7 separate regions of the Mus musculus genome follow, and all the other regions are linked to region 4. The links are chromatin contacts, called in public HiChIP or PLAC-seq maps. All regions are on one chromosome and are shown on one strand. The core of a region is the stretch at or near the end of the contact, and the rest is flanking DNA. Distances in the headings are between cores, read along the strand shown. Region 1 overlaps Disc1 (disrupted in schizophrenia 1). Region 2 holds the start of Kcnk1 (potassium channel, subfamily K, member 1). Region 3 holds the start of A730098A19Rik (RIKEN cDNA A730098A19 gene). Region 4 holds the start of Sipa1l2 (signal-induced proliferation-associated 1 like 2). Region 5 overlaps Pcnx2 (pecanex homolog 2). Region 6 has its middle 110 kb from the start of Gm30713. Region 7 overlaps Pcnx2 (pecanex homolog 2).

Region 1 (2,700 bases), core at 120-2,619, 480 kb before region 4:
CCTCCTTCAGTATCCTTACTGGGTACCCTCCTTCAGAATCCTTCCTGGGTACTCTTCTTCAGCATCCTTTCTGGTACCCTCCTTCAGCATCCTTCCTGGTACCCTCTTTCAGCATCCTTCCTGGGTACCTTCCTTCAGCATCCTTCCTGGGAACCCCTCTTCAGCATCCTTCCTGGGAACCCTTCTTCAGCATCCTTCCTGAGTACCCTCCTTTAGCATCCTTCCTGGTACCCTCCTTCAGCATCCTTCCTGGTACCCTCCTTCAGCATTCTTCCTGGTACCCTCCTTCAGCATCCTTCCTGGGTACCCTCCTTCAGCATCCTTCCTGGTACCCTCCTTCAGCATCCTTCCTGGGAACCCTTCTTCAGCATCCTTCCTGGTACCCTCCTTCAGCATCCTTCCTGGTACCCTCCTTCAGCATCCTTCCTGGTACCCTCCTTCAGCATCCTTCCTGGTACCCTCCTTCAGCATCCTTCCTGGTACCCTCCTTCAGCATCCTTCCTGGTACCCTCCTTCAGCATCCTTCCTGGTACCCTCCTTCAGTATCCTTCCTGGGTACCCTTCTTCAGCATCCTTCCTGGTACTCTCCTTCAGTATCCTTCTGGCTTGTTCCTTATTGTGTGCTCAGAATTTCTGGAGTGGGCCTAGCACTCTATATTTCTCTAGTTTCTAGAGGACTCGGGGATTAAGGTTGGAGGAATTGTGGCTCTAAGATTCTTCCACAGAGGGGCAGGCCACAGGGCAGTGGCTGGGAGTTTTAAGGGGGCATCTGTCTGGTTCACAGTAAGTCACATCCTGTTTAAGTCCTCAACTTGCACACTTGGCTTGCATATTGAGAGCGTAAGTGTCCTTGTGAAGTGTATATCTGGTTGCTGGGCATTCAGTAGATGCTTTATGAGGTATTAAGATGTCTTGGTACCCACACTCTCACTGCCTTAGAGCAGACGAGGAGAAAGCACTACAGAGTTCTCATGGCAGAACATTTTTGGTTTGGGAGGTTAGGTGGGTGCAGGGAGAAAGCTATGGGAGGCAGACGTCCTCCTGGGATGAGACTCAACACTGACGGTTATCTGTGATGGATGAACCCTGCCCCAGTCACTAGGTGATTGTGGAGGTTTGAACATCAACCGTCTCCCGGAACCTCATAAGATTAGACACTTGGTTCCCAGCTCACGTGGCTGTTTTAGAAGGTCGTGGCGCATTTAGAAAGTGGAGCCTAGCTGGCAGAAGCAGGTTGCTGGGGGTTGGGGGGAGGTGGGTCTTTGAAGGATTGAACCTCTTTGGGATTTGGTCTGTATTTTCTGCTGTCTAGTCAGCCATGATGTAAGACCCTCTACTGCAGGCTCTGACTGCCACCATGAGTCACTACCATGGTGAACGGAGGATCCTCTGAAACCACAAACCCAAATAAACCCTCCCTCCTTACATTGCTCCTGTTAGAAGAACAGAGGAAGAAGAAAAATAACAGAGTATAGAGTTCTCATAGGTCAATGAGATTCTGGGTCAGTGAGTCCTCATCTTCAATGAGCTGACGTTTATTGTAATGAGATTTGTCGAAAGACCCTGGAATATAACCTTAATTCCCACCTAGTTTCTCCAGGTTCCTAAAAATATTGGAAAATTGTTGAGATTTATTTACATCCTGTATAAACTTTGTTACTCTGTGTGTGTGTGTGTGTGTGTGTGTGTGTGTGTGTGTGTGTGTGTGTGTGTGTAGACAACAGCATACTTGCTCTCTGTCTTGGGGAAGAGTGTGTGATGGTGTGTGCCGGAGCACACCAGGGGAAGCTACAGGACAGCCACATATCCCCAGGTTTTTGCTCCTTTTTCCTTTCGTTCTATGCTCAAGAGAAAGATGTGGTTGGCACAGAATAGAAAGTTCCATGTTTTATCTCATTAAAATCACAGCAAGTTTACACTGCAAAGCCTCCTGGGGGAGACTCCCTAAGGACTCTGACTCCTCCCATCTCCCTTGCCAGGGAAGTCAAGTTCTTGTTTCTTTTATCTTTACTGCAGGCTGGGAAGGCCTTGGGGGGGGGGGGAGAATAACAATACTTTCCATGTTTGCTTAGGGTCCTTTTCCCATGAGACACTTTTAGACTCATTACATTAATGCCTGCCTGTGACTGAAGTGCTAAGGGCAGGAACAAGACTGGGAGAGACCACTGCTTGGACGCTAGGGTGCAGAGTAGACATTCCCGTGTCTCTGTCTAGGACTCAGCCTAGAAGGAGGAAAAGATTGTCCACAGGGATCCTGTATTGATACCCCACTGGCATACTGTAACCCTGCCTGCTACTTCACTGCCAGATGAGCCAGGAGTGGGTGTGAGGTGGAGCAGAAACTCTTTGGATCTTAGCATCTCTGTTTCTCTTTCTGTGTCTCTGTCTCTCATACATACACATACACATACACATACACATACACATACACAGACACACACACACACACACACACACACACATACACACACACACATACACATACACATATACGATGTTTGGTCCTGTGTGTTCAAGTGTGTGGAGGTCAGAGGTGGCTGGGAACTGAACCTGGATTCTCTACAAGAGCAGTAAGTGCTCTGAATTGCTGAGCAGTTTTTCTGTCCCCCAACACACCTTAGGAAATACTTGAATGTTGTGGCATTAGAGTTTAGAAAAATTTAGACAAGCAAATGGTTAGGGTTAGGGTTAGGGTTAGGG
Region 2 (2,700 bases), core at 159-2,658, 430 kb after region 4:
ATCTACCATAGATGAGGAGTATTTTTTTTTAATATAAGAAATTGAAGCTACCTCTCTCCTCTACTTCCCCACAAACAGCTGCTGGAGGCAGTTCTACTTCTACATGTTAGCCTGCTTTGCAGACACAGTTCTGTTACAGGGTACAGCATAAACGGTTCGCATATTTGAGATTCCAGACAGCTGTGCTTACGTCTGCATAGTCTTCAAATTCATCTTTAAAGATCAGATGTCATCTTGGCTGGGGAACGGTTCAGCAGTCCAGGTGCTAACCACGGTCCCGGCAACCGGAGTCCATTCCCGGAGTTCATTGGAGACATTGATAATAATGATAATGCTATGATGATGATGATGATGCTTCAACATTTTTTTTTTTAATTCGAGTCCTGAGTGTCTGACCACAAGTCTGGGTACCCAAGTACTTTACCACTACGTCATCTTTCCTGCTCCCATTCCCCTAGTTAGGAGCCTTTAGAATGTCCCTGACTCTTGACTCCATGTGCATGTAATGACAAAAATACACCTCTGTGTGTGGAGTGGTGGTTTGAATGAAAATGGCCCCCACAGGCTCATAGGGAGTGGCGCTATTAGGAGGTGTAGCCTTGTTGGAGGAAGTGTGTCGCAGGGGATTGAGCTTTGAGGTTTTAAATGCTCACGCTGACCCAGTTTTATTCTTTCTCTCTCTCTCTCTCTCTCTCTCTCTCTCTCTCCTGTTTGCCAATCCAGATGTAGAACACTCCGCTCTTTCTCCAGTATCATGTCTGCCTGTGTGCCACCATGTTCCCAGTCATGATAATTATAGACTAAACCTCTAAAACCGTAAACCAGACCCAGGTAAATATTTTCCTTTATGAGAACGGCTGTGGTCATGGCGTCTCTTCACAGCAATAAAAACCTAAGACAATAGGTATGATGTATGGCACGATATATAAGACAGGATACAGCTATGCTGAGTCTTATGTATGTGACTGTCATCCTTCTCTAGGAAGTGTCACAGAGTCAGGTCCTCCACCCCCACCCCTAGAAGCACACAGCTAGACTCTAGAAGCACACGGCTGCACATGTCTATGCAGAAATGTAGAACCCAACCTCATCCACCATCAGTTCCTCCGTGCCCTAGCGCACATTTCCATTTCTGTCTCCTGACCACGAAGTCCTTAAAGTTTGGGGTATTGTTTAGGCTAAAATCCAGAAGCTGTGTTTTCCTGTTCCAGGTGGAGGATGGGGTCAGGAGAGGATTCAAGTAGCTTTTTAGAAAGAGGTTCATTGTATTTTCAATAGTCTGGGCAGCAAATGGCTTAGCTGTCCAGTCAACAAGACAGAGGAAGACAGGATCTATCTGTACCCTTGGTATTTGGCTATAGTAGCTTTAATCAGGAGGAATGCCTGGGGGGACAAAAGTAGCTAGGACGGGGGTTACGGTGGCGCGCGCGCGCGCGCGCACACTCTCTCTCTCTCTCTCTCTCTCTCTCTCTCTCTCAGCTCAGGCCTGCTGACTGCACTGGGGAAGGGAAGAGGGAGCCAGGCAGCCTCCGGGTGGCCTGGCCAGGGTCTGGCGCCACCAAACCTGCACTTTCCGGTTTCGGAAGCCAGGTAGGGGGCGCGGGCAGCCAGCAGCTCCCGCCAAGTGGGTGAGAGCGCTCCGCCCGACCAACTCCCGCTACCTGAGCCGGCCACCACGTCACCGCCACATCATCTGGCCTCTTGTATTTGCACGAAACCAGGAAAGGGAGCGGCGGCGGGAGGCGCGGAGCGCGGGCGCCGGGAAGATGCTGCAGTCCCTGGCCGGCAGCTCGTGCGTGCGCCTGGTGGAGCGGCACCGTTCGGCCTGGTGCTTCGGCTTCCTGGTGCTGGGCTACCTGCTCTACCTGGTGTTCGGCGCCGTGGTCTTCTCGTCCGTGGAGCTGCCTTATGAGGACCTGCTGCGCCAGGAGCTGCGCAAGCTGAAGCGGCGCTTCCTGGAGGAGCACGAGTGCCTGTCGGAGCCGCAGCTGGAGCAGTTCCTGGGCCGCGTGCTGGAGGCCAGCAATTATGGAGTGTCGGTGCTCAGCAACGCCTCGGGAAATTGGAATTGGGACTTCACCTCGGCGCTCTTCTTCGCCAGCACCGTGCTCTCCACCACAGGTAGGGCCGCTGCTGCCACCTTACCCCAAACCCCGGCGTCCCCAGGCCTCCGCTGGGCGCATCCTGCGGTGGCTCGCAGTGGCGGCAGCCAGTGAGGTGACCCCGGAGCACGATATGGGTACTGCAGCTGTTACTCTTTGGGAATGGTCTCAAACACTCTGGACCTTGAGGCTGCAGGGGTCTCATTCACTTCTCCGTCCTTGTGAGGAGCAGGTAGGAGCTGATGGGAGGGTAGGTCCCCGACATTTCTGTCCTGGCAACTGAGCAGCAAGACCAGGAGATGAGGAGAGTATCCTGTGCTTAAGAGCGTTCGCCTCCTTCTGGCCCCATCCCAGAGACCCCAGGCCGAGAAACCTAGCAATGACCCTTGGATGGGTCACCTTCATGACTGTGACTCCCTTCCCTACTGTAGACCTATTACAGCTTCTTTGGATCTGTTTTGGGGACAGTGGTGACATCACTCTGCTCTCTGCAGGTGACCTCTAAGCAGGCAGGCCTATGGGGGTTTCAGAGTAGGAGGAAGGGTGGGAGAAGGGAAGGGAGTCACTTGACCTGGGCCCCACATGGTGGGGCTTCCTG
Region 3 (2,700 bases), core at 177-2,676, 330 kb after region 4:
GTTCTCTGGAGAGACCTCCACTTAGAAAACTAAGGTCGGGGTAGGTCCAGTGTCAGTCTAATAAACCAGACTGTCCTGAAGAAGACTTCATATGTACTCTCGTTGAGCACCACGGCTGGCACAAACTGGTTCTAATGGCCAGTAAGATAGCTCAGAGAGTAAAGCTGCCTGCCACCAATCCTGATCCAAGGATCCCCCAGAGTGGAACCCCTGCCAAGTTGTCTTCTGATCTCTCTGCATGCTTTCAAGCACACACACACACACACACACACACACACACACACACACACACACACACAGGAGCAAGTATCTTGTTCTACAGCCAAGGAAAGTAAAATGTCAAAGTAAGTCAACTCCTTCCATGGTCCCAGAACTGGGAAAAGCTGGGCCCGGAGTTCAGCTGAGCCAGTCTGTTTCCAGAACCACAGCTCTGAACAGCCTGCCAGTAAAAGAGCCAGGGTCTAGGGGTGCCAAGCCACCAGGCATCTCGAAGGTCAGACTCAGGATCTGTCACCTATGCAAACTCATTGAAGATTTTGTGGAGCAGAACATGACCATGTACTGTTCTAGGGACAAAGTCCTTCACAGACACATCAGAGACGGCTCCTCGCCTCACCGGCAAGTTAACAGCAGGCAGCTTTTTAAGGGTGCCCCATCACGCCTTGCGCTACCTATATGTTTAACTGACCTATGAAGGTCATAGGTAACCATTCAGTAAGCATTCACTATCCCCCATTGTTGGCCATCCCAGAGGAGGAGCTGCCACACTGCTCTGGCATAGGTGTATGACATTTATCCACTCCTGTATATTTTTAATTTTTTTTCAGACTTCTCTACACCATAGTGAAACTGCAGAGTGATTGACAGTGGAATCTACCTTCCTAAAGCAAAACAAGAAGAGAAGAGTAGGAAAAAAGAAAAAACGACTAACAACCGAAATCAGGTCGCCCTGAGAGGGATTCGTACTGCCTTTTTATTGCGACTGCACCTGAGGTGTTATAGCTGGTGTTATAGCTGATATCATCCGAAGTCGTGAGGCTCCATGGTTGGTACCCATAAGCCAGTCTCAACCGTTCAGACAGCAGGGCCTGACTCATCCAGGCAGCCCACATCGATTTTTAATGAGCTCACAATCCCCAAAGTCCTACATACTTCTTTCCGGAGACTCTCCAGTGCCCTGCAGGACTGTTGTCCCAAAACCCCTTGCCTCATTCTTCCGTCCCTACTTCTCAAAGTCACTGATTCCTTCCCATCCTGGGCATCCTCTGTGGCTCCCCCTCCCCTTCTTTCATAACCTTACTTCCTATTTAGTTCTTCCCATCTCCTTCCTTCTCTCCCCCTTCCCTCTCTTCTCCTGTTAATTTTCCTTTCCGCTTCCTGTTTCTCCTCCTTTTCCTTTCCTCCTCCCCCTCCTCCACCCACCCCTAAACTGGGGACTCACCAGGTGCAGAGCCAGTGGCAGCAAGAGCAGGAACAGCCACAGGTAGAGGTGGCAGCTATTGGTGAATTTGCTATGCTCCGGGTCGTGGTACCAGCCCCCTGTGAGAGCGGCCCACACACCCTGCCTGAGCAGCTGCAGCACCTGGGACGCCATGCCCGCAGAGTCCGGCAGAAACCGAGCGTGCCCTGGGGCTCAGCACCCTAAGCTCAGCACCCTGGAGCTCAGTACGTCGGCGCGTGCCGGTGTGCTCCAGGCGCGGTCCCACCCCCGCCGCCACCGCCCAAACCGCGGTAGACGCTGAACAGTACGGACCGGCACAGCGCGGTGCTGGAGCCGGCTGGGGCTGCCAGGCAGGTGCGCGCCATGTCCAAGGGAAGGAGGATTTTCCCATCATGCTCTGCGATGGCTGCTCAAGGATGCTCCGGCGGCTCCGCCCTGCGCCCACACAAGTCTGCGAAGGAGCTCAGTCCCTCCCTCTCCTTGGTGGCTGGAGCTCCACCTGCCTTTTCTCCTGAATCTCCCAAGAGTAAGTTTGCAAGGTGTGAGAACCAAGAATGTTCCCGTGTGAGGACCACAGACAGGAAACTTCTTGGCTTTTGTTTTTGTTTTGTCTCCTGCCCCAAAAGGTTTGTATAATCTGGAGGCCTAGGCTTGCGGTACTCAAAGCGATGTCCTCTGAGCTCCACCTGCGGGGCTTTGATCCCTGTGACCTTGGTTGGCTACAGACTAGAGGCTCTAAAGTTTCATGTGCGACATGGTCTGCTCCCACTGACCTCTTTCCACCCTGACTTTTCTCCTCCACCCCCGATTACCTAATTGGACGCACAGAAATGATAACCGCCGTTCTGAAATAATCGTTGGAGCCTCAGTTAACCACACATTTTTACCTTACATTGTTTTATCTTACTGATAAGGCACGGTCTCACTCTGTAGACTGAATTGGCTTGGAAGGGATTATGTAGCTCGGGCTGGCCTGAAAATTCATGGCAATTCTCTATAGAGTATTGAGATTATGAGCATAAGCAACTACATCCAGCTTTCTTTCTTCTTATATATTTCCTGAACATAATCTGGGATAGCAATCTACCATTTCAACCAGGAGGAGAGGGGGGCGGGGAAGGGCGGGGGAAGAAGGGAGGAGAGAAAAAAAAGAGAAGAACAGATTTTGATTGCGGCGCTAGGTGGCGCTAGATCGCTGCTAGAACAGAGTAAAGCCCATTCTTGATATTGCCAAACCAGCAATGAATCCTAACCCTGAT
Region 4 (2,700 bases), core at 25-2,524:
CTATTCTTCCCCCCTCCCAACCACCCTCCACCCCCTGCAATAGATCCCATTGCTGCCTGTTCCGGAAACCGCTCCAGCTAGCCATAAACAGCATGTCGAAATCTATGCAGCTCTTATCACCAAACCCACCCAAGAACTCCACATTCTCCAAAGACATCAAGACCTCCGCGATGCAGAGCCCAGTAACAAGCAGCTCGCTCATTCGTAGTCACCTCTGGTCGCTAGAGATCAAAGCCCACTTTCCATATTTGAAAAAAGAAATATAATAACCAGTTTAAGCCTTACAGGGGAGTACTATGTTTCAAATAAAGCAGCAGTTTGGGATAGTTTCTTCCTTTCATTCCAATTTGTAAGACGTTAAATAAATAAATAAATCCCAGCCTAGACTGCAGACGCAGGAAACTCAAGCGGGCAGCGGACTAAAATGCCTGTCATAAGAAAGCCATCTAGTGTTAAAGTTTAGAAGTGAAACCGCAGACAAAAGGAACATTTCTGGGACTATTTTGAAGTTACTGGGGAAAACCAATGAGAATAACCAAGACGCCCCGTTTTCTGCGGATGACTTGGGTTTTGGGGTGTTCTGCATTCTGCCTTTCCCCCTCGCTGTTTGGCCTTCTTTCTCAAAGCCATCCTTGCGCAGACCGAGGCAACTCCAAGCAGAACCCGAAGCGCCTAAGACCTGTTTTGACCAAAATCAGGTATCGCCCAGCCCCAATTCGTGAGGACGCACTTGCTGTCCGTTCGCCCGTGCTGACGTTGGCCCGGACTGAATTAATGTAGCCGAAGATGGTTAATGACGACAAACGTCTCCCCAAGGGGTGACGCCAAGTTGTCCTCGGCTTTCGCTCTCCGGGAGACGAGCCGAAATTGATTCTCGGGATTCTGCGACCAGGCTCAAATGAATGTGCCGGCGCTGCCGGTCGCTTCCCGACCGCGGTCCTCACCCGCGGAGACGCGAGCCCGCGCGTACAAAGGAGCGGGAGTCCCGGGGGAGCGGCCCGCAAGTTGCGCGCAGCCGGGCAGGTCCGGTCCCTGCGCCCTGCACCCCGCACCCCCCGGCACGCACCTCGGAGCCGCGGTCCTCTGGACCCCGCCAGGGCCGGCGCGCAGAAGCCAGGGCCTCGCCGCCCGCCGCCGTCCCGCGCTACCCATGGGCGCGCTCCCCGCGCGGCCGTTGCGCCCGCGGCTCGAGCTGTCGCCAGGCGCCGCGCTGCGTCCTCGGCCGCCCGGCTCCGTCTGCAGCCGGCTCCCGCCGCCGCCGCCCGCCCCGGCACCGCCCCCACGCGCTCCGCCCCCGCCTATTGGCCGGTGCCCCGAAAGACCCCACCCCGAGCGCGCCGCCCCCTCTCATTGGCCGGTGGCCGGACGGTCCCCGCCCCTAAAGCTCCGCCCACGCCCATTGGCCAACCGGACAGGCCCCGCCCCGAGCGCTCCGCCCACGCCCATTGGCGCGCCTCCTGGCCAGACTCGCCCCTCGCGGTCGGGCGCGCGCGAGCGCGAGCGTCCTCGGAGAGCGATTCTCCAGGTCGCGGCGAGCGCGAGGCCTCGGCTTACGGGGACAGGCGGCCGGCTTCGGAGTGCTCGCGAGCCCGGGTGCCCTCGGAACGACCGGTGCTCTCCGGGTGTGGACTCTCATTCGTACATGCTCGCACCATGTCCGGACCCTTGAGAGTCACCACGGCCTGGCGAAGCCCGAGGGACGGACTTGACGCAAAAGTGCAAGCTGTAGTCGCGCGGGCCGGGGAACCTGAGCCAGGAGCGATGCACGAGCGGGCCCACGCCTGCTCTCGGTGTTCCGGCCCTGTCTACCCCCTTTACCCCCAACCGCCGGGAGCCTCACCTGCGGCCGGCTGCAGAAGAGCGGCGTTGGGCTCTATTTTGAGATGCACGGGCAGGAGGAGTAAATAAGGCCGGAGCAGGTGGCAGAGCTGGCTCCACCTTACGTCCCCAGAGTCCTGAAATGGTTTGTTTGGGACTTTGAACTCCTCCCTGGAAGAGATAATGTTAATAATGTTATCTCTCCTTCCCTGTCGCAGTGCTTCCTACTACGAGCACACATCCTGGTGAAGTTTAAACAGTGGGTCCCCACCCAAGCTGCATTTCTCTGCGTGCACATTGTCCAATCTCTTATATATCATTTTAAATACAGGTGTAATGCGTAGGAATGGGCCTTGTAAAACATGCCAGCAACCTGTATATGACATTATGCTCCTGAGATTTCCAGGTTTTGAGGTCTTTCTGGATGGTCTCCCTATACCTACCGTTTGCAGAAGTTGTGTATGCATTCCACAAACATGAAGTCTGAGAAAAGTCCTGTGCTGCAGTGCTTTCTGGGAAACTTTTTACCAGACCCTGCTCTGTGCTTGGGGGTGAGGTGGGGGAGGGGGCAGATTAAACCGGGGCAGAGACTGTGGAATACAGCGCCAGAGAGGAAGGCAGGGCGTGGCTGCGGGCTCAGGTATCTTACAGAAACAAATATAAAATGCCTCTTTTGGCGAAGGTACGGAGATTGCTGGGGTTTCCAAGAAAAATACCAGCCATGAGGCATTCAACGGAGCTTGTCTAAAAGCCAGCGTGAGTCAGATTCCTCAGAAGTTAAGGGCGTTCTCTGCTTTTGCCAAGGACCTGGCTTCTGTACCAGGCTCTCAGTGGCAACTTACAACCATCTGTAACTCCAGGTTCAGAGGATCAGAGGCCCTC
Region 5 (2,773 bases), core at 106-2,605, 280 kb after region 4:
AATTAGACTTTAAATCCTGAATATGGGAAATGCCGAAGTGCGGGCTACAGCTGGGGAGTGCTAGGGAGCGGGAGCGGGAGGGAGAGAAACCCTCCTGCAAGCCATTGTTAATGACGCTTGGGAAACATTAAATTATAAAAATGTGCTCCAGCCTCTGGGTCCTCTCACCAGCAATAAAGCAGAATTTCTTCGTAAAAGATAATAATAATAAAAAAAACCCAGCCATCTAGGTTTACCTAGACAAACAGAAATCCTGGCTAATTAACTGCTGAGCTGTTTCTCCAGGGAGCAAATATTCCAGTGGCTTCCGTGTGTGTCACTGTCATATATGTAAGTCATGGGGGGGGGGTCTGTTTTACGTGATTTGCAACCATCTCGGATGAGCCAAAGAGAATACGAGATTAAAAGAGGAATCGGATTTTCTTTCTCTAATTAATATTCCAGAGGGCAAAATCAACTTGTCCCCCCCCCCAATCTACTTCTCCCGAGTGATAACGAGGCCAGATATCAGGGCAAGGAAACAGAGGGGACACTTAAGAGAGAGGCACCCCACCCTGGGATCTGCTTTATGGTTCCTGCTGGCTGAAGTCAAAAAGCTTCACACAACAGATAAGATGGACATTGCCCACAGAGACAACACTCTTCTTACAAAAGACATCTAAACCATGGAGGCTAAAATCCCAGCACCTGGGAGGCAGAGGCAGGTAAATTTCTGAGTTCAAGGCCAGCCAGGTCTACAGAGTGAGTTCCAGGAGAGCGAGGGCTATACAGAGAAACCCTGTCTCCAAAAAACAAACAAACAAACAAAAAAACCCAAACCAAACCAAGTCACATGAACCAAGGTGACTCAGGCCCAGAGTGTTCAAGAGCCTGACTTTAACCCCTTCAGCTACCCCCTCTCATCCATAAACTCAATTAAGACCCTCCATACCATTAGAAAGGAAGATCTTTGAGAAACAAAGAAACCAGCTCATATATCAAAAGACAAATTGAAACTTTGTTTCCTTTGTAAACTCTGCTCACTCTTTGCACCTGGTTATAAATTATATCCTTTGGGCTAGGTAACTTCACAGGACTCCAATCACATTAGCCTTGGCTGAGGCCCCTGGGGAATCTCTCTCTTAAGAAGCCCAAGTTTATGTCTTAGGAGTACACTACAGTTTCCCTATGTCATTCTCCTTTTAAATGTTTCCCCTGTGCATACTGTCTCATCTCTCTGCTTAATAAACTGGGTAACGTCACATCACTCTGACATGCCCTGAAACTCTTTTCTTTCTCATTGTTGAGGACTAGGCGTCAGCTGCGTGGTGGTCCCTAAGGTGGGAATTTCCCAGGCTTCTTGCAGCTGTGCTGGGTTGCATCTCTCGGTTTCCATAGGCAACAGCAACAACAATAAATCAACGTAATAAAGCTCATACTGAGACCTATGTAGAGAGAGACATGGCCCCGGCCAGGCGGCTCACAGGCAGCCACGGCTCGTGAGGACCTATTCAGACTATCCATGTCAGCAGCACAGAGCAGGCACCACGGTGTAGAGAAAACGCCAGAAGGAAACCACATGGCCCCAGCTCTAGGGTGTGAAGTGTGAGCCATATTCTCGGTTATCAACTTGACTACAACTGGGATGAACTAAAACCCCAGTGGCTGGGTACACATGAGGGATTATTTTTTCCTTAATTAAATCATTTGAAGTGGGAAGAGCAACTTGATCTGGATCTTTTGAGATGGTAAGATCCACCTTTAATCTGGGCCGCAGCTTAATTCTGCGGAGAGCCTATAAAGGACACAAAGGAGGAAGCTTGCTCTCTGCCTGCTTGCTCTTGTTCTCACTAATGAGTCCATTCCTTTACTGCATGAAAGCCTACTTGTCTAGGATTGCAGAGTGTACTGAAGACTAGATGAGACATCAACCTCATGGACTGAAAAACAACCGGATTTTTGGACCTTCCATGAGTAGCCAGCCATTGTTGGACGAGCTGGACCATAGCCTGTAAGCCATTCTAATAAATCCCATATATGTGTGATATGTGTGTTTGTGCATGTGCATGTATGTATATATGTACATGTGTGTATATGTATATGTGTGTATGTGTGTATGTATATATGTATATGTGTAAATGCATATATGTATTTGCATGTGTATGTGTGTGTGTGCACTTGCACACATGTGAATGAGACACAGAGGGATTCATCCTATTAGTTTGTTCCTCTAGAAAACCCTGATCAATACATTCAGTGTTTGTGGAAGATGGACGTGTTTCCCTCTCTTCCCAGGACCCTCCTGTGAATTCACTAACCACATTCAGTCAGTTCACAGCATTTAATAGGCACCACGTCTTAAAGCAGAGAGTCGACGTGGGACCACTTGAAGTCAGCGCTCCCAGATGAGGAGAAATGCAAATTGCTGTATGGGGTTTATTTTTTTTTTAAACCAAAAGGTATTTAAAACACCAACCAACCAGGGCCATTAATATTTTGTTACTGTTTGTCACTCATTCATTCTGTACTATGCAACAGGAGCCAGTTCTTCCTCCATGAAACAGACTTCCCTGAGTACCTCTGTCCCCCTGTCAGAAGCCTGCCTCAACATTGGAAACCTCAGAGCTGGAAAACGTTTGGTCACAACCCAGAGAAGGCAGTGAGCTTGCAGAAGGACTTTCTACATGGTCCCTGGATCCTGTTTCTGCTCCTGCAGGCAGCGACTCAAGGCTGTTTCTCCTTCTCTCACTTCCTCCTATTCCCAAACAAGCCAGTGTTTCTATTCTTGACTTTG
Region 6 (2,700 bases), core at 22-2,521, 300 kb before region 4:
TCGTAGTCACAAGAAGTTAACATCCTTCCTAAACTTCACACAGTGTCCCCAGCTTTGTCCAGCTGTGTCACTATAGTCCATACATGAGTTACGTCTCTCTGTTTTCTTGTTATTTGTGATTGGTCCAGACTAGTCTCAACCTCCCTCGGCTTCCCCAGTGCTGAGATTACAGGTGTGTATCACCATGACCGTCTTGACACACTTTAGAGAGCCCCAGTTTGCCTTCCTGTTGCTGTGATAAGACGCTGACCAAGAGGAATTTGGGTGGGGTGGGGTTATTGCATCGTACAGGCAAAGTCCATTGTCTGTCAGGGAAGCCATGGTAGGGACGCCATGCAGGAACCTGGAGGCAGAAGCTGAAGCAGACACGCAAGCCTGCAGGTCAATCTGAGGGAGGCAAGTCTTCAATTGACATTTCTTCTTCCCAGTTGTGGAAGTTCTTGGTCAAGTTGACAAAAACTAACCAGTACACACACAGACATACACAGAGAGAGAGACAGACAGACAGATGCACACATGACATGTTACCTTATCTAAAATATGAAAAATATAACTCTAAATACACCCACAGAGTATACTCATCAACAACATCAAAATTCAAGGATTGTTCACATAGTTATACCAGTTCCATGGAAGCACATTTAGCCACCACGTTTGAAAATAGCTTGCAGGCTGGAATGTCTAACTTACAAACCCTTCTGGCTAGGCTCAGTGATGTTGACATTGCACTGCTTGTCATCAGCTAAAGCTATGAACTTCCATCCTTTCAAAGTTAATGCAGTTTCTTCCATCCTATAAGCATTGATTGGTCAAGTCTGGCTTTGTTTTGGGAGCTGGGGTTTAACCTTGAGCAAAGCTTTGCTCCCATAGAAATATCCACTAAGATAAAAACAACAGCAACAATGTGTCTGCAGTGCTGTGAGTGGGCTCAACAGTTCACACACACAGTAAAGACAGCGACTTCTCCTCTTCCAGAATCTATCAAAGGCCAGTAGCTCAGCCGCAGAGTCAGGTCTATGAGCCCCTTTGCCTTCCATGACTAATTATTGCTGGGCCAGTCTTGTGTGGGACCAGCACAAGAGGCCACAGTTCTTAAAAGTTAGCGACTGCATTGAGTCTGGAGGATACAATGTAACTGAGCTTCTAGCACTGTCTCTAAGCGGCTGCTGCAGTTCCCAGAGAGTGCTGTTCTCGCTGAGCCTGGCTGTCCTTTCCAGTTCTCCTTCAACCTTCTCCTGTGGCTCGCACCTGCTCTGCTCTATTCTGACTCTCCCTCCTCAGAGCCAACCAGCTGTCCACACCAGGTGTGGCTTGGGGAACTCATGGACCCAAGGAGGTTTACATGACTCACAGATATGTGTGGGGGTTTATCTGGCCCTGTTTAGGGAGGAGGAGGGGAGGGCTAAGGTGGCTCCATGTCCCAGATGTCCCAGCCTGCTGTGACCTCTGTCCCTGAATCCTTCGATGCACTGCTCTGTCTTCAGCAGCACACCACAGGGGAAGGGACAAAGCACAGGGGCTGGGAGACACAGCATCTGCTTTAGGTTTGACGGTCAGGAGGGAGCTAGCATTGTTCACCTAGTACTTGGGAGCCTAGCACCTCAGATAGGTGCTCCCCCCCCCAGCCCACTCATGCAAAGCATTGTGTACATAAGGATACACAGAAGTCTCTTTGAAAATGTGAAGACTCCGTTAGATATATATAAGGCAGTCTGTGATCGGGAAAGGTTTCCATGCCCTGTTAGTCATTTCGTGTGAACACACATCACACACACCAAGCTCAAAAAGGTACTTCCAACTAGGAAATATTTAACAATTCACTTATGTTTTCTGTGGTTGCTATTCTGAGTTTTTAGTTCTGAATGCCAGGTTCCCCTCTCCTCCTGCCTATCCCCCTTTTCCTCCACTTGGAATATGTTCTTTCCTTAAGCATTGTTTTTTCTAACCCTCATGATTGATTTACTCTTCCGGTACCAGAAACAATGGGTAGGGCTAGGCCTTTGGAATATCCGCCCTGTGCTAGCACGTTGCTCCAATGCAAAGAGAAACAGGGAGTCAAATGAAGAAAGAACGCGCCTAGTGATAAGACACTGAACTCACGACTGTGGTTCCCTGGGAGCTCTGCCGGCTTAATCTTCACAGCTAAGAAGCATGGAACGGTCTGAAACCAAGTCTGAAGACAAATCCTTCCTTTACACTGCTTCTCACGCGTAATTATCACAGCAGTGAAAAGCCTCACACATTCACAAACAACCAACATGATTATCAGCTCAGACAATCACAACACCACCCCACCCCGGAAAGGTTAAGGGAACAAGAAACACCAGCTCAGAGCATGGAAGGCTGGGCTGTCACTCTTGGCACATCTGCCTAATCACGCCTAATCACATACCCTGCCTTTCTTATCACTCTTAATCCTATAGTGTGACCATAAGTCCAAAGAGCAGGTGCTACTGTGTTTGTGTCTGCATTGTTTTGAATAGATCAAAGCCGCAAGTAGGGGTGGGAATACAGCTGAGAGGAGAGACTGTTTGCCTTATGTGCACCAGGCCCTGGGTTCACTCTCAAGTCCTATAAAAAGACAAAAATCATTGAGGGTAGAAAATATGCACAGCAGTATGGAGGAATTTCACCGACATACTGTTGACTGAGCAGGGTGATTTATGCTACAAGACTCCTTGTCTACACCAAGCTTGGAAT
Region 7 (2,700 bases), core at 188-2,687, 260 kb after region 4:
TAGTCCAGGCTGGCCTCGAACTCAGAAATCCGCCTGCCTCTGCCTCCCGAGAAATGTATTTTTTATATGAAGCTCTGAGGTTGCCATTTGCACCAGGCTATTTCTCCCATGGGAGTTGCTACACCAACCCCTGTAGACACAGCTGCTCTCTATACAAAGCTCTTTCACAGAAACTCAAGAATCCAGAGCCTGGTAGTTAGTGGTCAAGCATGAAGTGGTTCTCTCCTTAGTGCCCAGTCACTATAAACCAGAATTGTAACCTTCAAGCATGAGCAATGGATGCTAATTTCCCTATGGAATCAGTAAGCAATGACTATTCTAACAGAACTTCATAGTTAATTTGACAGACTTTCTTTCCTATTCCACCTGAGCAGCCTGTTTTGTGCATCGCCTAGACTCCATCTTTGTAACATGGGCAAACACGCAGTGAACCCTGCTTCCTTTGAAGCGTGAGGCACCGTGGCACTGATCACACTCACAGAGCTGTGCCCCTGTGCCATGAGAGGCGTGCCCACTGCTTTGCTGTCCCCCCTGAGACTACGACACTGACCTCTTGCCTCCCGCTGCTGGTACTCCTTGCTCCTGAGCACAGGATGTGAGATCCACATCCAGGGGTGGTGCTTCCGTAGCTGAGGGAGCAGATGGTGGGTGATGAGCCCCACGGTGCCCGCCAGGGCAAAGAGCACGATGCTGAGAAAAGGCTGCAGAGGACAGAGAGGTCAAAAGTCAACTCTTGAGTGAGTGATGTAGGCATCTGCCATCAGGCCTTCCCTCCCACTTTTTTTTTTTTTTTGGCCTGTGCATTTTATGTATGTAGAGGTGTGCACACACGTGTATGCATGAGAAAGTCAGGGGATAATCTTGGATGTCATTCCTCAAGGGCCATTCATCATCTCTGTTTTCTGAGACAGTCTCTCGCTGGCCTGGAATTCACTGAACAATCTAGGCTGGCTGGAAGGCTGCTAAGACAACCAGAGTACTGACTGAGCCTGCCCCCACCCTCTTTCCTCTCATAGGAAGACCTATGTGCTGAGAGCTGCTAAGAACAGGGTCGGGAAGTGACCCCTGGAAGAGACTGTGAGAATTCTGTCCCCTGTATCATACCCTAAGACTTTTTTTCAGAGGTAGAGAACAGCACACTCACACTCAGTTGATAAAACAGTCCAGGGAAGATGTGGCCATGAATGTCCCATGTTTGTGACAAGGCAACAATATTCTGTAAGAACTGTAAGGCAGAGTCCTTGGAGATATATATGTATATGAATATATATATGTATATGAATATATATATGTATATGAATATATATATATATATATATATTCATATATATATATGTATATATATCTCCAAATGGTCTTTGTGTCACTGTGGCTCAGCTCAGATACAGTGACCTCTCTCTCTACTGAGGGAGATCTGGTGTCTGTTCCCAGCCTGTCACAATGACAACTGTCCGAGATTACAAATTGTCCTATCACTCTTAAGGACAAAACGACTCCCCCAGGGACAGGAGATGACTCACAAAGAGGTTACCCGAGTCTCCTCGTGGACATAGTTCTTTGTGTGTGTGTTCTTTGACCCTCTTCCCTGGCTCCTCTGCCCTCTGTACCCTCATTCCATGCCTAGCCCCTATCAAGAGAACAAGCAAGGGAGAGCCGAGCCTTGGGGCCACCTACCCGTAAGGACAGGAAGACAGTGCTGGCACTGACTGCAAAGGAGAGCACAGCAGCGGCTGAGCAGATGACAAGGTCTGATCTCAGGACATCCTTCTAGAAAGAGAAGATTGGCTGTGAGGTCAGCTCTGTGTGGCTTCCTCGGAGGCGCTTGCCAGGCGAGTCAGCGGCAGGATGCTAACACTCCACACTGCTCTTCTGTATGTCAGACCCATGTGTCCTGGAACACCCCAATGGCACCATCTACTAGCTTAGTCACTGGATCCCACTGGGGATGTCTAAGGGAGAGGGAGGCAGGTATGGTGCTAGTAGATTAACATACATGCACTTCAATGGAGAGAACAAACATGTCTACACATAAGAGGCCTAAGGTTCCTTCCCACAAACTCATGGGATACAGAGTCCCCACAGACCTCCCAAAGCCCCCCAACTCACAGAGTCTCAGAAAGCAGGACTGATGCTAACAGTCTCTACGAGGTCCTGGGTGGCTTTGGAGGTCAACATACAAACTGGAAATACCAGACAGAAGCCTTGCACACATTATATTTTGGACCATGCTGTACACTTCCATGCAACCATCAGATCCATAAGCAAACAGACAAACAAAACCAAACAACCAACTACAGCTTCCCAGCTACTTCAGTCAGTACACACAGTTTGGGACTGTAGGTGTCACCCGCCTGGCTTTCTTTCATTGATTTTAAAATGGAAATAATGTGTTGTCTCTTCCCTGTCATGCTGCTAGCTGGATGCCTGTGTTAACATGTAAAGCTGGACACAGACAGTGGAAACAATAAAGAGAATACAAACACCAACCCTGTGTGGTGGGTGTGACCATGGGTGTGGAAAAGTGGGTGGTTCAGGAAGACCACGATCCCCACACCTTCTCCTGTCATACACCCAGTGTGCCTGTTCTGAACTTTCTCTGGTAAGTCAGAGTACTGTGAGCATGGGGGGAATTAAAGGGATAACGCACCACCCAATTCTTTCACTATGATCAAAAGTGAAAGCAGCCTAGATTAGGGCGAC

Evidence for each region. HiChIP or PLAC-seq counts read pairs in DNA pulled down with a chosen protein or histone mark.
Region 1: a contact with region 4 is called in an H3K4me3 HiChIP or PLAC-seq map of bone marrow-derived macrophages, with 3 times the contacts expected there. The contact joins the enhancer-like site here to the promoter of Sipa1l2 in region 4. A contact is called at or near these places in 1 of 484 Hi-C or Micro-C datasets (centrocytes), 11 of 115 datasets of contacts at active chromatin or transcription factors (bone marrow-derived macrophages, craniofacial prominence, effector CD8 T cells and 8 more) and 2 of 9 other capture datasets (adipose tissue and pancreatic islet).
Region 2: an HNF4G HiChIP or PLAC-seq map of pancreatic cancer cells shows a contact between it and region 4. The contact joins the promoter of Kcnk1 here to the promoter of Sipa1l2 in region 4. A contact is called at or near these places in 1 of 484 Hi-C or Micro-C datasets (embryonic stem cells) and 1 of 115 datasets of contacts at active chromatin or transcription factors (pancreatic cancer cells).
Region 3: an H3K4me3 HiChIP or PLAC-seq map of embryonic basal ganglia shows a contact between it and region 4, with 4 times the contacts expected there. The contact joins the promoter of A730098A19Rik here to the promoter of Sipa1l2 in region 4. A contact is called at or near these places in 3 of 39 promoter capture datasets (the HPC-7 cell line, hippocampal neurons and maxillary cranial neural crest), 1 of 15 datasets of contacts at CTCF or cohesin (CD8 T cells), 3 of 484 Hi-C or Micro-C datasets (the HL-1 cell line and embryonic stem cells), 9 of 115 datasets of contacts at active chromatin or transcription factors (embryonic basal ganglia, embryonic forebrain, embryonic limb bud and 6 more) and 1 of 9 other capture datasets (adipose tissue).
Region 5: an H3K27ac HiChIP or PLAC-seq map of embryonic stem cells shows a contact between it and region 4, with 10 read pairs. The contact joins the enhancer-like site here to the promoter of Sipa1l2 in region 4. A contact is called at or near these places in 4 of 39 promoter capture datasets (the 3T3-L1 cell line, embryonic stem cells, hippocampal neurons and 1 more), 4 of 15 datasets of contacts at CTCF or cohesin (embryonic stem cells, large pre-B cells, pro-B cells and 1 more), 52 of 484 Hi-C or Micro-C datasets (the 4T1 cell line, B cells, the C2C12 cell line and 29 more), 23 of 115 datasets of contacts at active chromatin or transcription factors (astrocytes, bone marrow-derived macrophages, cardiomyocytes and 13 more) and 4 of 9 other capture datasets (adipose tissue, embryonic stem cells, liver and 1 more).
Region 6: a contact with region 4 is called in an H3K27ac HiChIP or PLAC-seq map of extraembryonic endoderm stem cells, with 5 times the contacts expected there. The contact joins the enhancer-like site here to the promoter of Sipa1l2 in region 4. A contact is called at or near these places in 1 of 39 promoter capture datasets (embryonic stem cells), 1 of 15 datasets of contacts at CTCF or cohesin (the NIH/3T3 cell line), 6 of 484 Hi-C or Micro-C datasets (adipose-derived mesenchymal stem cells, cerebral cortex, muscle stem cells and 1 more), 17 of 115 datasets of contacts at active chromatin or transcription factors (the NIH/3T3 cell line, bone marrow-derived macrophages, craniofacial prominence and 12 more) and 3 of 9 other capture datasets (embryonic stem cells, liver and macrophages).
Region 7: an H3K27ac HiChIP or PLAC-seq map of extraembryonic endoderm stem cells shows a contact between it and region 4. The contact joins the enhancer-like site here to the promoter of Sipa1l2 in region 4. A contact is called at or near these places in 1 of 15 datasets of contacts at CTCF or cohesin (large pre-B cells), 4 of 484 Hi-C or Micro-C datasets (the HL-1 cell line, bone marrow-derived macrophages, reprogramming fibroblasts and 1 more), 9 of 115 datasets of contacts at active chromatin or transcription factors (bone marrow-derived macrophages, cardiomyocytes, embryonic basal ganglia and 6 more) and 4 of 9 other capture datasets (adipose tissue, embryonic stem cells, liver and 1 more).

The regions. Positions count from the first base shown.
Region 1 is chr8:125,092,307-125,095,006 of GRCm38.p6, forward strand. All of the region lies in intron 3 of Disc1 (disrupted in schizophrenia 1), which reads left to right. Among named protein-coding and RNA genes, the nearest start is that of Disc1, 39 kb to the left of the region's middle. Within about 2 kb of position 1,370, at least 4 of the 459 cell types and tissues checked have an H3K27ac peak or open chromatin away from gene starts, as enhancers often do. A contact at or near this core is called in bone marrow-derived macrophages, where this site is marked.
Region 2 is chr8:125,993,694-125,996,393 of GRCm38.p6, forward strand. Kcnk1 (potassium channel, subfamily K, member 1) reads left to right here and starts at 1,409. Exons shown (of 3, transcript NM_008430.2): 1 at 1,409-2,121. The coding sequence starts at 1,767.
Region 3 is chr8:125,896,488-125,899,187 of GRCm38.p6, forward strand. A730098A19Rik (RIKEN cDNA A730098A19 gene) reads left to right here and starts at 1,427. Exons shown (of 2, transcript NR_155422.1): 1 at 1,427-1,967. It overlaps Pcnx2 (pecanex homolog 2), which reads right to left and starts at 1,830. Exons shown (of 34, transcript NM_175561.4): 1 at 1,442-1,830. The coding sequence starts at 1,594.
Region 4 is chr8:125,568,589-125,571,288 of GRCm38.p6, forward strand. It overlaps Sipa1l2 (signal-induced proliferation-associated 1 like 2), which reads right to left and starts at 1,275. Exons shown (of 22, transcript NM_001357372.1): 1 at 1,067-1,275.
Region 5 is chr8:125,846,631-125,849,403 of GRCm38.p6, forward strand. All of the region lies in intron 15 of Pcnx2 (pecanex homolog 2), which reads right to left. Among named protein-coding and RNA genes, the nearest start is that of Gm46061, 4.0 kb to the right of the region's middle. Within about 2 kb of position 1,356, at least 15 of the 459 cell types and tissues checked have an H3K27ac peak or open chromatin away from gene starts, as enhancers often do.
Region 6 is chr8:125,270,275-125,272,974 of GRCm38.p6, forward strand. No RefSeq gene overlaps it. Among named protein-coding and RNA genes, the nearest start is that of Gm30713, 110 kb to the right of the region's middle. Within about 2 kb of position 1,272, at least 28 of the 459 cell types and tissues checked have an H3K27ac peak or open chromatin away from gene starts, as enhancers often do. A contact at or near this core is called in extraembryonic endoderm stem cells, where this site is marked.
Region 7 is chr8:125,826,369-125,829,068 of GRCm38.p6, forward strand. It overlaps Pcnx2 (pecanex homolog 2), which reads right to left. Exons shown (of 34, transcript NM_175561.4): 18 at 1,675-1,767; 19 at 551-701. Among named protein-coding and RNA genes, the nearest start is that of Gm51603, 17 kb to the left of the region's middle. Within about 2 kb of position 1,438, at least 9 of the 459 cell types and tissues checked have an H3K27ac peak or open chromatin away from gene starts, as enhancers often do. A contact at or near this core is called in extraembryonic endoderm stem cells, where this site is marked.